2 separate regions of the Mus musculus genome follow, and region 2 is linked to region 1. Evidence: chromatin contacts called from public promoter capture Hi-C data. All regions are on one chromosome and are shown on one strand. The core of a region is the stretch at or near the end of the contact, and the rest is flanking DNA. Distances in the headings are between cores, read along the strand shown.

Region 1 (6,660 bases), core at 2,377-4,876:
AGAAAGTTTTAAAAATCCACCAGAGCTGAGCATCTTTTAGATAAGAACAGTCTGATTTCTGCCTTTTCCTTTCTTTTCTTTTGCTTTCTTTCCTTTCCTTTCCTTTTCTCCATGGTCCACTTTTCCTTTCTTTGCAAGGCAACTGTAACAAAGGAAGCTGGGAGTCCTGTTCTTCAGAGAGAAGCAAGGGGCTGCATGCTCGCCTCCCTAGTGGCTGCTCTGCAGTGGAGATGGGCTCTCCACCAGAAGGAAATCCATTCCTTCTCTACCCTCAGGTAGCCAGGAGCCTTCGCAGACTGGAGGTGAGCAGATGCCTTCCTGTGTGCGTGAGTGATGCTGAAACAGGCTGGCAAGGCCAGGAAACAGCAGTGTGAATGCTCCCCAAGTCACTGGCACAGCAACTCAAGTAGCCCCAGCGGGCATTCTGTGCCCCACTCAGTCCCCGACACTTACTGGCCGGTGGAGGAAGAGCGTTATTTTCTATAACCTCTTAAACCCGGAGGCCTGGTTTGTTAGAAGCCACAGAAACTGGTAGCAGGGAAATTCTTCCTAAGGGAGTATTTCCAAACCAGATGAGGACAGTGGGGGAAGGGGGCATGTCACAGAGGAGGCATTTCACAATCCAGTAGCAAACTGCTGGGAGACAATCTTTTTCGACTCTAAATGCCTTCTGATTTGTTTGGAGTGGTGGTAAGGACTGGTCAGTTCTGGCATCCAGAAAACAATGCCATGTTTGTTCATATGGAGACGAGAACTACTGGAAATGGCCACTGGATTTAGATGGAGACCTCAAGATTTATGCTGAAGCTACAAGTCTTTGATCAAAGGGAGCGACAACAATCACAAGCTGCACTCAGCACTCTCAAAGCAACAATGGTCCATATCACCAGAAAGTCAAACACTCCCCAGTCCCTCTTGTGGGAAATCTGTTCATGACATCACCTAATTCCAAACAGTGACACTGAGACTAGAGTTGGGAAACTCCTAGACAAACGCTCCTTCCCAGGGAGGAGACAAGCCTGCTGGACCCTGCTGTAAGGAGCTACAGTCACCCTTGTGACCCACTGCCCAATCTACTGCAGCAGCCCGAGTCTTAAAGGGCTAGCAGCAGCCTCTGTTGCAGGCCAATCACAAGGCCCCTCTGCATCTTCCACTCTATACATCCATGCTCCGAGCCCTGATTTAGACAGAGAATTTAAATCCCATTTCTGAGCTTCCCACAGTGCTTTCCCTGAATGGAAACACATGGATTAGCCACCAAAGAGAAAGAGAAAGAGAGACAGAGACAGACAGACACACACACACACACATACAGAGAAAGAGAGAGAGTCAGAGACAGACACAGAGAGAGACAGACAGACACCAGACACACACACAAATAGACAGAGACAGACACTGAGAGAAAAAGAGACAGAGAGAGAGAGAGAGAGAGAAGAGAGAGAGAGAGGAAGAGAGAGAGAGAGAGAGAAACAAGTTAACAAGTTTTCTTCTCCTGGCTGACAATACCAAATGTCTCCTCCCTTAGTCTCTAAACCACCCAGAAAAAAGAAGATTATCATAAACAAAGGGGAAAGAAAAAGAGAGACAGAGAAGTTACCCTGAAAACCAGAGCTACGGAGACAACAGTCGGACAGTGACCGTGAAGGGGACCTAACATCCAAAGGAAGCTGAAGCACACAGGAGAATCATTTGGAGATGTGCTGGGTCCCCTCGGGTGTGGGTGAGTGTGAGTGTGAGTGTGTATGGACGTGTAGTGGTTTTGTTCCCCTTGTTAGGCCACATGCTACAAGTCTTAGCACAAGAATAAGAAGAGTCAGAGCCATGGAGAGGGAACAGAGAGCTAGAGAAGTGCAGGGTGAGGAGGGAAAAGTCGTTAAGCCACAGGATTACATACAAGAATAACTGTCAAGAATCACAAAGAGAATGAGAGGTAACACTTTCTTTATCTGTCGAAGGTGAGCAAGGCTCAGGAGAACGCTCAGTACTTTGGCTGGCTCGGGCATCTGCGAGAGAGTTTTGACCTATGAGAAAAACAGGAGGCAGCGTTAGAAGAGTGGATGCTGGTCTCTCCCAGCCGATTCTGCAGGCCAGGCTTCTACGCTCCTAAACAAATGGCTGGACCAGCAGTTCTCAACTCGAGACCCCTTTGGGGGTTGAATACCCTTTTCACAGGGGTCGCAGAGCAGATAGCCTGCAGAGCACATATGGACATTATGACTCCTAACAGTAGCCCAGGGACAGCTATGAGGTCTTTCCTACGCTGGGGACTCTGTGAGATGCGCTCCTCTCACACAGCCTGAACTATGGGAGTCCATTAAAGCACTGTTTCTCCTTTACTCGGTGCTCTGGGCCTTCTGCAGACCTCCTGAAAACTGAAACCTAAAGGAGATGAAGGATAGGACCGGTGGTGTCCTTACGGCTGAGGACGCACGACACTGCACTGGAAGCAGGGCACTCGTCTCACCCTGTAACTCATCATCGTACCCTTGCCTTCCTTTCCATTTTCATCCCAGTTAGAACGACACATCTTTCCTACTCATGTAAATGTGAGAAAGAGCTTTCACGAGCCAGGCATGGTAGTGCACACCTGTAAACCCAGTCCTTGGGATGAGGTGGAGAACTTAGAATCTGGCTTGGGCTATACAGTGAGACTGTCTCAGCATGAGGAAATGAAGCAAAAGAACAGTATCTGACCTTATTGTGCCAGCCAGAAGTGGGTTAAAGGCATATAACCAGTCATTCATGTCTTTGTCATTGAGAGCTTGCAGAAGGACCCCACGGTGCTTTGTGCATACAGCAAAAGTATTAGGTGTCTGGGAAGAGACATTAGGTAGAAGAAAGTTATTGGAGAGAATGAACAGTTAGGAACATCTTGCCAAATTCACAGGGTGCACAGCACTTCACACCGAAAGTTCATGCAACCCAGATATAAACTAGGATCCATGCCACAGACTAGAACGCCAGACTCAAAAGGGAAGAACACAGGGAGCATCAGACAGCCAAGTCAGGAGAGACTGACCTTCACCATGGCCTGCTGGTCCTCGCTGTACTCCACCTGTGCTGTAGACAGGTTAATGATGCCACGCTCTACTGGGTCTTTGTCACTGTTATAGATGAAGACGTAAGGGCGACGAACCACAACGAAATGTTTAGCCCAGTTACTGGAAAGTGGCTCTTTGAAATGCAGGTATCCTTTCTTAGATACCACTGATCTGAAAGGACATTGTAAAAGAAGTCAGTTTCTCCTAAAGTAAACAGTAGTAAGCTGAGATCGACCCATCGATACATGCTTCCACTAGGCGAGCCCTCAGATGCACCAGGACAGGAAAATGATCCAGTTGGCCTAGATCATCACTGGTCACATCAGCACAATGTGCTAGGCCCAGATGCCCACCGCACACGGCAGCACAGCCCTGTGCTCTAGGCTGGAACAGCCTTGCACAGCAGAGCTAGAAAGGGTGCATGCCACAGGACTCACCCCGCTCTGACTTCTTCAATGTCTGGAACAAGATTGAGAAATTCATTCTTCCCTGCTCGGGCCAAATAGGGTGTCTCCACAGTTGGGACGATCTGAAACTGTTCAAATTCTTGGCAGGGACTGGAGGCACGAGAGTTGGCTTCTGGGGTCCTTACAGAGGAAGCAAAGAGTAAGAAGCACGTCAGTTAGGTCAGAGCCACTGTGGACATGACCTCACCAGACACAGTGCGCCTGCCCAAGTGCCAGAGGCAAACATCAGTTTCAGAGGTCAGCTAAGAGAAGCTGGTGTCAGAAAGGTAACCCTCATTCCAGCATCTTCTCCGTGGAACAGGACACTGGGGCCACTGAGTCCTGAGAACACAAGCATCTGATAGGAACTGTGTTCCCTCAGGAGTGTCCTATCAGTCTCATGGCCAGAACTGACACAGTGGGTCTCAAAGTGTGGCCCCTGACTGACAGCAGCAGCTCTCTCTGGGACTGGTAGACTGCCCAGTCAGAGACACAGGAAGATGCTTGGCCACTGTGCTATAGCAAGTTTCTAAGGGGTTTTAAAAAGTTCACATCTTGGGCTGGAGAGATGGCTCAGAGGTTAAGAGCACTGTCTGCTCTTCCAGACTCTCATTAGTTCAATTCCCAGCAACCACATGGTGGCTCACAACCATCTGTAACGAGGACGAGTGCCCTCTCCTGGCTTGCAGGCATAAATGCAGGCAGAATACCGTGTACTTAATAAATAAATAAATCCTTTAGAAAAAAAAAGTTCACATCTTGTGGATAGCAGATAAAGCAAACAAATGAAGAAGAACCTGGACCTAGCTGAGAAGGCTCCTAAGAGCAGAGGAGTAGAGTAGTGAACGCCATCATTCTTTAGGCCTCTGTTCTGGTTGTTAGGGGTCTCCTAGAATAGCTTAGCCTGATGATTCTGTATATTTCTGATTCTAAAGGTCCATTTTGAGGCTGGAGAGATGGCTCAGCAGTTAAGAGCACTTATAGTTCTTCCAGATGTCCTGAGTTCAATTCCCAGCAACCACAACCATCTATAATGGAATCTGATGCCCTCTTTGGTGTGTCTGAAGACAGCTACAGTGTACTCATAAAATAAAAAAATCTTAAAAAAAAAAAGGTTCATTTTGCAAGCTTTACTATTTTTGTGTGTGTGTGCGTACATGTGTGCATGGGTATGTTTGTGTGTGTGTTTGAGTGTGTGTGTGTGTGTGAGTGTGTGTGTATGCATGAGCTCATGCATGTGGAAGCCTTCCTCTCTCACTAGATGCCTTCCTCTATCATTCTCCACTTAATTGTGCTAAGTTTTTACCTTTTATGTAGTATCTATTTATTCTGTGAGTTTTATACCCTATACAATGTACTTTGGTCATCTCCACCACCACACAGCCCTTCCAGCTTCATGTCAGTAATCCAGTGAGTTCAGTTAGTGCTGTCTACACTCACACAGGCGTGGGCCAGATACTAGAGCACGGACCAGTGGCCATGCCACAAAGAAAAAGGACTCTTTCCCAGCAGCCATCAGTTGCCAATAGCTCCTCAGCTAGGAACTGGGCCCCCTGAGCCCCTCCCAATCCATGGGCTGGCTTCTTCTTATGCAGGTCTCAGGCAGGTGACCACATCCAGAAGACACTCCTCCCGTCCCCCAGCTCTTAGATCCACCTGTCTCAGCCTCCTCAGCACTGAGACCAGTCCTGTTCCCCTGCAGATGCTTTTTATGCGGATGCTGGGGAGCTGAACGCAGGTTCTCATGCTGGCACAGCAAGCGCTTCACCATCTGAGCCATCTCGGTGGGCCTCTATGCTTTATCATTTCTTTGGATCCATCTTACATTTGATTTGTGTTTTTAACTAGCTTCTGCTTTCTTAGTAGCACATATAACAATTTCATACATCTAATAACAACCTAAAGTTAATAAACTTAAATGAAGAAAGTGCCCACACACTCTAGAGTTGTCCAGAATAGGACAGTGATGTTGAGCTGAATCCAGAACTATAGAAAAACTGGTACTTTGTCTCTGTGAAATCTGAGTACTCACTTCTGATCCATAGAGCTGCTCCTGGAGTCCACCAAGGAGGGGCAAGTGGAGGAGGGCGTGAGGGTGGAACTGCTGAAACTGGACACAGAGGGGTCCCGTCCAATTGGAGAGATGTCAGACAACTACAACAAAGGCAGCACCAATGAGACTCAGCAGCAGCAGCACAACGGAGCTCAACGTTAGCTAGACTAGGCAGCAGCAAGCCCAGGATCTGCCGTCTCGGCCGCCTCAACCCTGGGATCAGAGGCGACTCTTTTTACACGGGCGCTGTGGATCTGAACGCAGGTTCTCATGCTTATATGACAAGCACTTTACGTCTGCCTCTGCCACAGAGAGCAGCAAAAGTCGTCTAAGATAGCCATCTTTTTTAAGGCTGATTCAAAGTCATTAAAGAAAACAAGCCTCTGTAACACAATTATTACTGCTCATAGGCAACGCACCAAACCCTTGTTTCTGTCCCCAGAGTGAAGAAGAGGAGGAGGAGGAAGGAGAGAGATGAGGGAGGGGAGAGAAAGAATGAGAAGCTCTATGTGTCTCTAATTCTCCCTGCTATTACACAGCCTGCACACACACGCCAAGCACCTATTGTTCAAAGCACATGGCAAAGTCCTGCACTCATGGAGCGGAGCATACATTAGTGAAGAAGGGAGACAGACTTTCAAAACGTGCCAGATGGTCAGGCCCATGATACACAGTTAGACCATGTCGCAAAAAACCCAAATGAACGAACGAACGAATGAATGAATGAACAAATGAATAAGTAAATAGAACAAAACCAAAAAGTACCAGATAGTAGGGTCAGAAATATGTCTCAGTGGTTAAGAGAACTGGCTGCTTTTTTTTTTTTTTTTTTAGTTTTCTGAGACAGGATTTCTCTGTGTAGCCCTGGCTGTCCTGGAATTCACTTTGTAGACCAGGCTGGCCTCGAACTCAGAAATCCACCTGCCTCTGCCTCCTGAGTACTGGGATTAAAGGCGTGCACCACCACGCCCAGCGAACTGGCTGCTCTTACATAGGACCTGGGTTTGAGTCCCAGCATCCACACAGTAGTTCACAACTATCTGGGACTTCAGATCCATGGGATCCAACGTCTTTTTCTGACCTCCACAGGCATCAGGTACAAACACGATGCACAGAGCTA
Region 2 (6,660 bases), core at 3,059-5,558, 73 kb after region 1:
AAGCAAGCACTGGACATGAAAAAGGAGCCTCACTAAAGCAACTGGTGCTACAGCTAGGTCAGGAAAATGCGAGGAGCAACAAAAAGATGCTTAAATATACCCAAAGTCCCACTACCCTGGGTTTTATCTTGGTAACCACTATAATCACTTTACAACATGGCTGTCCTTGTATGTAAGACGAAATCAGAAGTACCCGACAGTAAGCTAAGGATCTCGATGACAGACATGAAGTGGCTTACTCAGACAAACTGTTTTGTTTCTGTTTTACAACATATTTTCTTACCTTTTTAGGAGAGAAAACTCCAAGTGTCCCCCCATCTTCCCGTATGGCAACTCCCATCTCAGCCAACAAGGCTTCTCTTGAAAAACAAAACAAAAACCCAAGTAAATCAGAATACTAAAACCAAGACGTCAATTACATTAATTTTAAAAGAGTTGGAAAATACAACTGGCAAAGCAAAAACAGTTGGCTATGTCTACCGCTGGCGAGGGAGACAGGGAATGAAGTGATATGCTTATCACTGATGAGAACCTATTTTTTAAGAGAAACAGTACCCGGGGTTGGAGAGATGGCTCAGGGGTTAAGAGCACTGACAGCTCTTCTGAAGGTCCTGAGTTCAAATCCCAGCAACCACATGGTGGCTCACAACCATCCGTAATGAGATCTGGTGCCCTCTTCTGGAGTGTCTGAAGACAGCTACAGTGTACTTACATATAATAAATAAATAAATCTTTTTAAAAAAAAGAGAAACAGTACTCAAAATAAATCAAAGAATACTTCCATACTAAAGTTCTGTTCATCTAGGTAAGAGTTTTGAAACGTTATCCTCCTTAAGGCTGTGCATCCAACACGAAGAAACAATTTCCCTCGAGTCTAAGACTGGAATTAAAATGACTCGGGGGCCAGCACTCTGTGTTAATGTTAGTGAAGACACAGATAGACGGGCAGTGGTGGCGCATGCCTTTAATCCCAGCACTTGGGAGGCAGAGGCAGGCGGATTTCTGAGTTTGAGGCCAGCCTGGTCTACAGAGTGAGTTCCAGGACAGCCAGGGCTACACAGAGAAACCCTGTCTTGAAAAACAAACAAACAAACGACACAGAATTACTACAGGGGTGCGTGGCTTGGGAGTATGAAGTACAGCCTGTAAGTGTGGCTTTTCTCAAATGTCATCTTCCCATTCGTCCCCACCATTTACTACAGTAATTCTAGGAAAGTTTGGGTTTGTTGTTTGTTGTGTGGGGGTATATGTGTGTTTATTGTGCATTGTGCCTGATGTTGTGGTACCAACTTTGTGAATTTCATTTTCTTCTTCCATTTTCATGTGGGGCTGAGGGCTCTAACTCAGGTAATGAAGCTTGAGGAACAAGCAACCTTTATGTGCTGAGACATCTTGCCTGTTCCAATAATTCTAGTTTAAAATGTCTGAGGTAAGTAAGAAAATTCTTCGTTACATTTACTGATCAGTACATCGGAGTTTGCTTCTCCCTCATTTTCATAAGAGAAGATAGAAACTGACTTTTTTTAAGTGTGTATTTATCCAAACAGTATAAACAGAATAAGAATTTTAAAACTTTGCAACATAAACTACCCAAAAGGTTCTAGACAAAGTAACACAACAGAGTGGGAACAGTTCTTTAGATGTGGGCCGTGACCAAGCGAAGTCCACTTGTTACAAATGAAAACCCCCTTTACTTAGCATGACTCTTCCCAATCCGAAGCCGCGCAGGGCAGGGTGGTGACGCACACGACTCCCCAGAGCAGTGGCTCTCAGCCATCCCAACACTGTGACCCTTTAACATAATTCCTCATGTTGTGGTGACCCCAACCATAAAATTATTTGTGTTACTACTTTATAACTGTAATCTTGATACTGTTATGAATAGTAACATAAGTATTTGATATGCAGGATATGTGATATGCAACCCCATGTTCACGGGTTGAGAACTTCTGCCCTAGAGAATCTTTAAATATGTAGATTTCACTTCAAAGTATAAATGTGACTGGATACACCTTCCCAAAGCAGATTTACTTGTGAAGCATTTCAGGAGGGGGAAGAGGGTTCTTTGTTTTTAATTCTATTTCACACACACACACACACACACACACACACACACACACACACACCCCAAAACAGAACAAACAAACAAAACCTACAAAAGCCACTCAAACTCCCCAGAAAACTTAGTAGCATCAAAGACTTTTATCTCCTGACCTCTCCATTCTGATGGCCTCTGTTTTACGAAGTTTCTCTTCCCAGGTTTCATTCAACTCAGCAATGATCTTCTCTGACTCCTATGGAAGGATGCACAGATTGAAGCAGAAGGGCCAGAGTTTAATATACCAAAGGAAAGCACGAAACAGATTATACCTCTGAAGACGATGGCAGACTCTAAAGTAATGGGCTCTTTTCCTTTTTTAGAAGGTAAGAATCATAAATGTTTTAAACTCTATTTCATTTTTTCTTATTACAAAACAACTCAAACTCAAAATTAAGCCTAAAATTAAGTGCACATCAGACACACAAGTCTTCCAAGTCCTAATAAAAATAGATAAGTAGTGAATCCATGTGTACATTTGCACCAGATAGAGGAAGGGTGATACTAACATCAAACAAGCAAGGTATTTTTTTCTTTCTTTTTTTAAAATCATGGTATTAAGTTATAATATTTATATTGTTTGAAAATCTATTATTTTCAAAAGGCTCCAAGGAAAGCCAGGCAGTGGTGGCACACGCCTTTGATCCCAGCACTTGGGAGGCAGAAGTAGGTGGATCTCTGTGAGTTCGAGGCCAGCCTGGTCTACAGAGTGAGTTCCAGGACAGCCAGGGCTGCACAGAGAAACCCTGTCTCAAAAACTGAAAAACAAAAGACAAGCAAACACTCCAGCGGCTTAGAGAAAGCGTTAACTGAGTGGCACACTAGCAAACCTTTAGTGCCAGCAAAGACTGACTAACACTAATTCTACAATCACTCTATACATAAGAAAACTAAAGATCAAAAATCTAGGCAATTTACCTAAGCTTATCTTACTCCTTGACCTGGTCTTCCTAACTATTACTGATCTTTACTTGATTGATTGATTAATTGATTGACTGATTGACTGACAGACAGGATCTCACATGGCCCTGCCTAACCTCACACTCACTGGTCACAGATGATGCTGAATCGCTGATCCTGCGGCCTCAGTCCCGAGACTACTACAGGATGTGCTACTATGTTCAGCTCAGCTCTTTATTTCTTCTTGATGAGGCAGTAAGAAGGTAGGAAATTTGGTAAGGCAAATCAGACATACTTCGAAAAAACATTGTAGGTTATGTTTTAACATTTGGAAGATTGGATGTTTACTCCATGGAGCACTGCTTGAAGCCACCAGGTAGCTAAGGTTCACTGTACCCAAGCTTCCTGAGTGAGTCCAAGCGTGGGGTCAAAACACTGCTTGGGACAGCATTTGTCCTGCTCACTTCTATGATGGATGTTTATAGATATTTATAGGCTAAATCTGGGCGATGGCATTCTCAGTACTGACTTTGATGCCAGTCTATAAACATCAGAGCCAGTGGCTATAGCTACATGCTTACAGCTTAGTACTGAGTACAAAGACCAAGTCATGTATGCGAGACTTCAACTCAGTTCAAGTCCTGGCTTTAAAGAAAAATTACATACCACTATCTTGTTTCTTTTTTTTTTTTTTTTTTGCCAGAGAAGTTTAGAAAGGAATCGGGATACTAATATTATGTATGGAAATAGGCTAGTCAATGAGGAAGGAGGGAGCAGCACCTATTGAAAAGTAATGTGCGAACGCTGACCTTAAGCTAAAAATACAGAGGAGCAAAGAAAGGCAAAGAAACCGTTAGGAAGATGGATTAGCCCCCATTGTTGCTGTTCTCCATTACAGTATTTTTCTCTTGCAGTGTCATGCCTTAGGAATGCAGCTCCTAGGACATTCTCAAGCGTTTCTATTGTACAACTGCTGTCCCACACGCTGGATGAAAGATGTTCTCTGCCTGCATCATTAAAATGCAGGCCTGTCCAAAAGGAATTCTCACCATTCACAACGTCAGAGCAGAACCAGGCTTCTGCTTCAGTGAGCTACGGCGTGACTGATCACAAAGCTGTAAAGAAGCTATTTGCACTCTAGAATAAAGCTAGAGAAAGATTTTACTTACGTTGCTTCAAGGGAAGTTAAGAGAGCAGTTTATGTGCTGATTAAAGTATTACAGCTTTGTTTTCATCGGATTTAGGCAGTTGGGAGAGAATTCCTCCAATAAGGAAAGCATTATTCCCTGAAAGCCACTGGGAACGGCTACTGGGTGACCTCATTCTTAAAAAGCCTACTTGCCGTCCTGACTCCTAACACGCGGCATTGCTGTCAGCTGGTTCTAGCTAGCAAGCAGAAAGCAATTTCTCCTTTACATCAGAGAAAGAAAAGGGTAATCTCACTTCTTCAGGAAGGTACAATATAAAAATAGGTAAGATTCACCATCTCTAAAGGAGGTGAACATTTGATGTAAACAATTAGAGGGAAGTTTCACTTTTCCCTACTGCCAGAGTCCTGCTGGCAACATGGTCACTGACCCCTCCTAATGAGGAAATTGTGAATGAACACTCCTTCCCACACAGGACTCCCACAGAATCCATAGGAAAGCTTCCAAGTCGGTTTCACAACAGCAGAGATCACCCTGCACCTTGCACCTTGAATAAAAAGATGTCTCCCTCCTCTCCTTTTGCCAGGCATTTTAGAACTTCACTTACTTTCTGAATCAAGACACAAAAGCATTGTTTTTATTTTGGAATCACCTTCCTTTTGAAGGAAGAAATCAAAGGAAAAGATGGGATGATAAGAAAGGACTCACAGGAAGTCTGTTACAGTTCACCTGAAAGCCACAGTGACAGCACCTGACACAGATTCACTGACCTCTGTAGTGAAGTGTTCAACAAGCCAGCCTGGCTACCTTCCTCTCTCATGACTTTACCTATTAGAGAGCCGCTGTTCTCAACTGTCTTCAGATGGGCACAGTTGTTAGTGGGGGATACTGAGTGATGGTGAAGAGGGTCCCTGACTGGGAGCATGGCCGTGACTTCTACATTCTCAGTGAGTTTCCCCTACCCTAGTACTCTTGAACACACAGGCCAAGAGAATGGAGGCAGCAGGCAGCAGGCAGCAGGCAAGAGAACATGATGCTCCCGCTGTGGCCCGATGCTGGCAGGAGTGCTGGCAGTATGGCCTCAGCACCACAGGTGACACCTGTCTGCTCTCACTGCAGTCGCTGAAGGAAGGACAAGGACTACTCCTGATTTTCACATTCATGCAGAGCCAAAACACAAATGGCCATAGCCAGCAACAGACTGAAAGAACCCCCGTCTGCAGAGCTGGGAGCCAGGAATAATGTGACAATAATCAACTTAACACAACTTAAAACTAGATCCGTGTCTGACTGTCAGCGAGAGCACTGCCAGAGAAGCTAGAGAGAGAGGAAACCCACCACGAATGTGGCAGAACTATCCTGTGAAGTGGGGTTCGAGACCGAAATAAAGAGGGGCAATGAGAAAGCCAGGTGAGTACTCTTTCTCTGCTTCCTGATCTGCAAAGATGCGAGCAGGCAGCCTCATGGAAACTCCAGCAGCCACGCCTTCTCTTCAGACTAACCGCAAACCATGACGTAAAAACAAACGCTCCCTTATGTTGCTTCTTCTCAGGTATTTGGTTCCAGCAAGGAACCAATACAGTGGGCAATTTACAGTTGAGTAGCACCATGGCCCAAGGAGCTCAGCTGTACCAGACAGGAGGAGAAAGCCCTCTTCTCCCATAACTAAGGGCTTTGTGAGTTCTAAAAGGTCTAATTTCATGTAACCTAATAAACCAGCTATTTCTACTTAAATGTTCAAACTTACAGTTAATTATATATTAATGTTACTAATGGAAGACTGCTCTATGGAGAATTCTATCTTCAGTAAAACCAAATTTTCCAACTAGTTATTCTATGTAAATTATTATCACTTTAGAAAGGGTTTCGTATTACCTAGGCTGGCCTCGAACTCACTATGCAACCAGGATGATGCCAAACACCTCACCCCTGTTCTCCATCTCTTGAATACTACTGGCTTATCAGGTTCAGGCCACCATATCTAGCTTTAAAACTAAACATCTAACAAGCAACGTGACTGTGACTTATAAATGACCTTCAAATTAATGTAAATCTTTGTATGGCTAACTTAGGACCTTTTCATCTTGGGCCAAGCCAAACTCAAACATTCTGATAAAAAGGAATTAAACAAATAATTTCATTTTCAGGACACCTCTAACAGTTAACATCTCCCTGTGCTAAGCCAACATTTCTGTGATGCTCATTCAGTCCTAGTTCTGTCTTCTAGAACGACAGAGAATGCGCTGCATTCAACCTTCAGACTTACCTTCAGACGTTCAATGGCTTCCTCCCCTCCAGGTGTAGACATGATCCTCTCCTGAATACTGGTCACAGATGTTAAGCCCACCTGACTATTAAGTGAGCATGAAGATGGAGATGAAGTGAGGGACCCCATGGATGCTGTGGAAAAATTGCCAGGGCGTTGATTCTCAGAGGCTAGCAAGTACCTATGCTTATTGTTCTGAAAATCTTTCAGATCTGGGAGACAGAAAGAAAAGGTAGAAAAAAGGAAAG

What was found. Capture Hi-C pulls out chosen DNA fragments and counts their contacts.
Region 2: a contact with region 1 is called in a promoter capture Hi-C map of adipose tissue. The contact joins two enhancer-like sites. A contact is called at or near these places in 1 of 15 datasets of contacts at CTCF or cohesin (the NIH/3T3 cell line), 9 of 484 Hi-C or Micro-C datasets (the HPC-7 cell line, embryonic stem cells, epidermal suprabasal cells and 4 more), 2 of 115 datasets of contacts at active chromatin or transcription factors (embryonic stem cells and hepatocytes) and 4 of 9 other capture datasets (adipose tissue, embryonic stem cells, liver and 1 more).

The regions. Positions count from the first base shown.
Region 1 is chr4:149,178,790-149,185,449 of GRCm38.p6, forward strand. It overlaps Kif1b (kinesin family member 1B), which reads right to left. Exons shown (of 49, transcript NM_001290995.1): 45 at 5,520-5,641; 46 at 3,479-3,628; 47 at 3,020-3,212; 48 at 2,695-2,813; 49 at 1-2,021. The coding sequence ends at 1,979. Among named protein-coding and RNA genes, the nearest start is that of Pgd, 15 kb to the left of the region's middle. Within about 2 kb of position 3,627, at least 25 of the 459 cell types and tissues checked have an H3K27ac peak or open chromatin away from gene starts, as enhancers often do. A contact at or near this core is called in adipose tissue, where this site is marked.
Region 2 is chr4:149,251,458-149,258,117 of GRCm38.p6, forward strand. It overlaps Kif1b (kinesin family member 1B), which reads right to left. Exons shown (of 49, transcript NM_001290995.1): 15 at 6,413-6,624; 16 at 2,215-2,294; 17 at 284-359. Among named protein-coding and RNA genes, the nearest start is that of Kif1b, 53 kb to the right of the region's middle. Within about 2 kb of position 4,309, at least 115 of the 459 cell types and tissues checked have an H3K27ac peak or open chromatin away from gene starts, as enhancers often do. A contact at or near this core is called in adipose tissue, where this site is marked.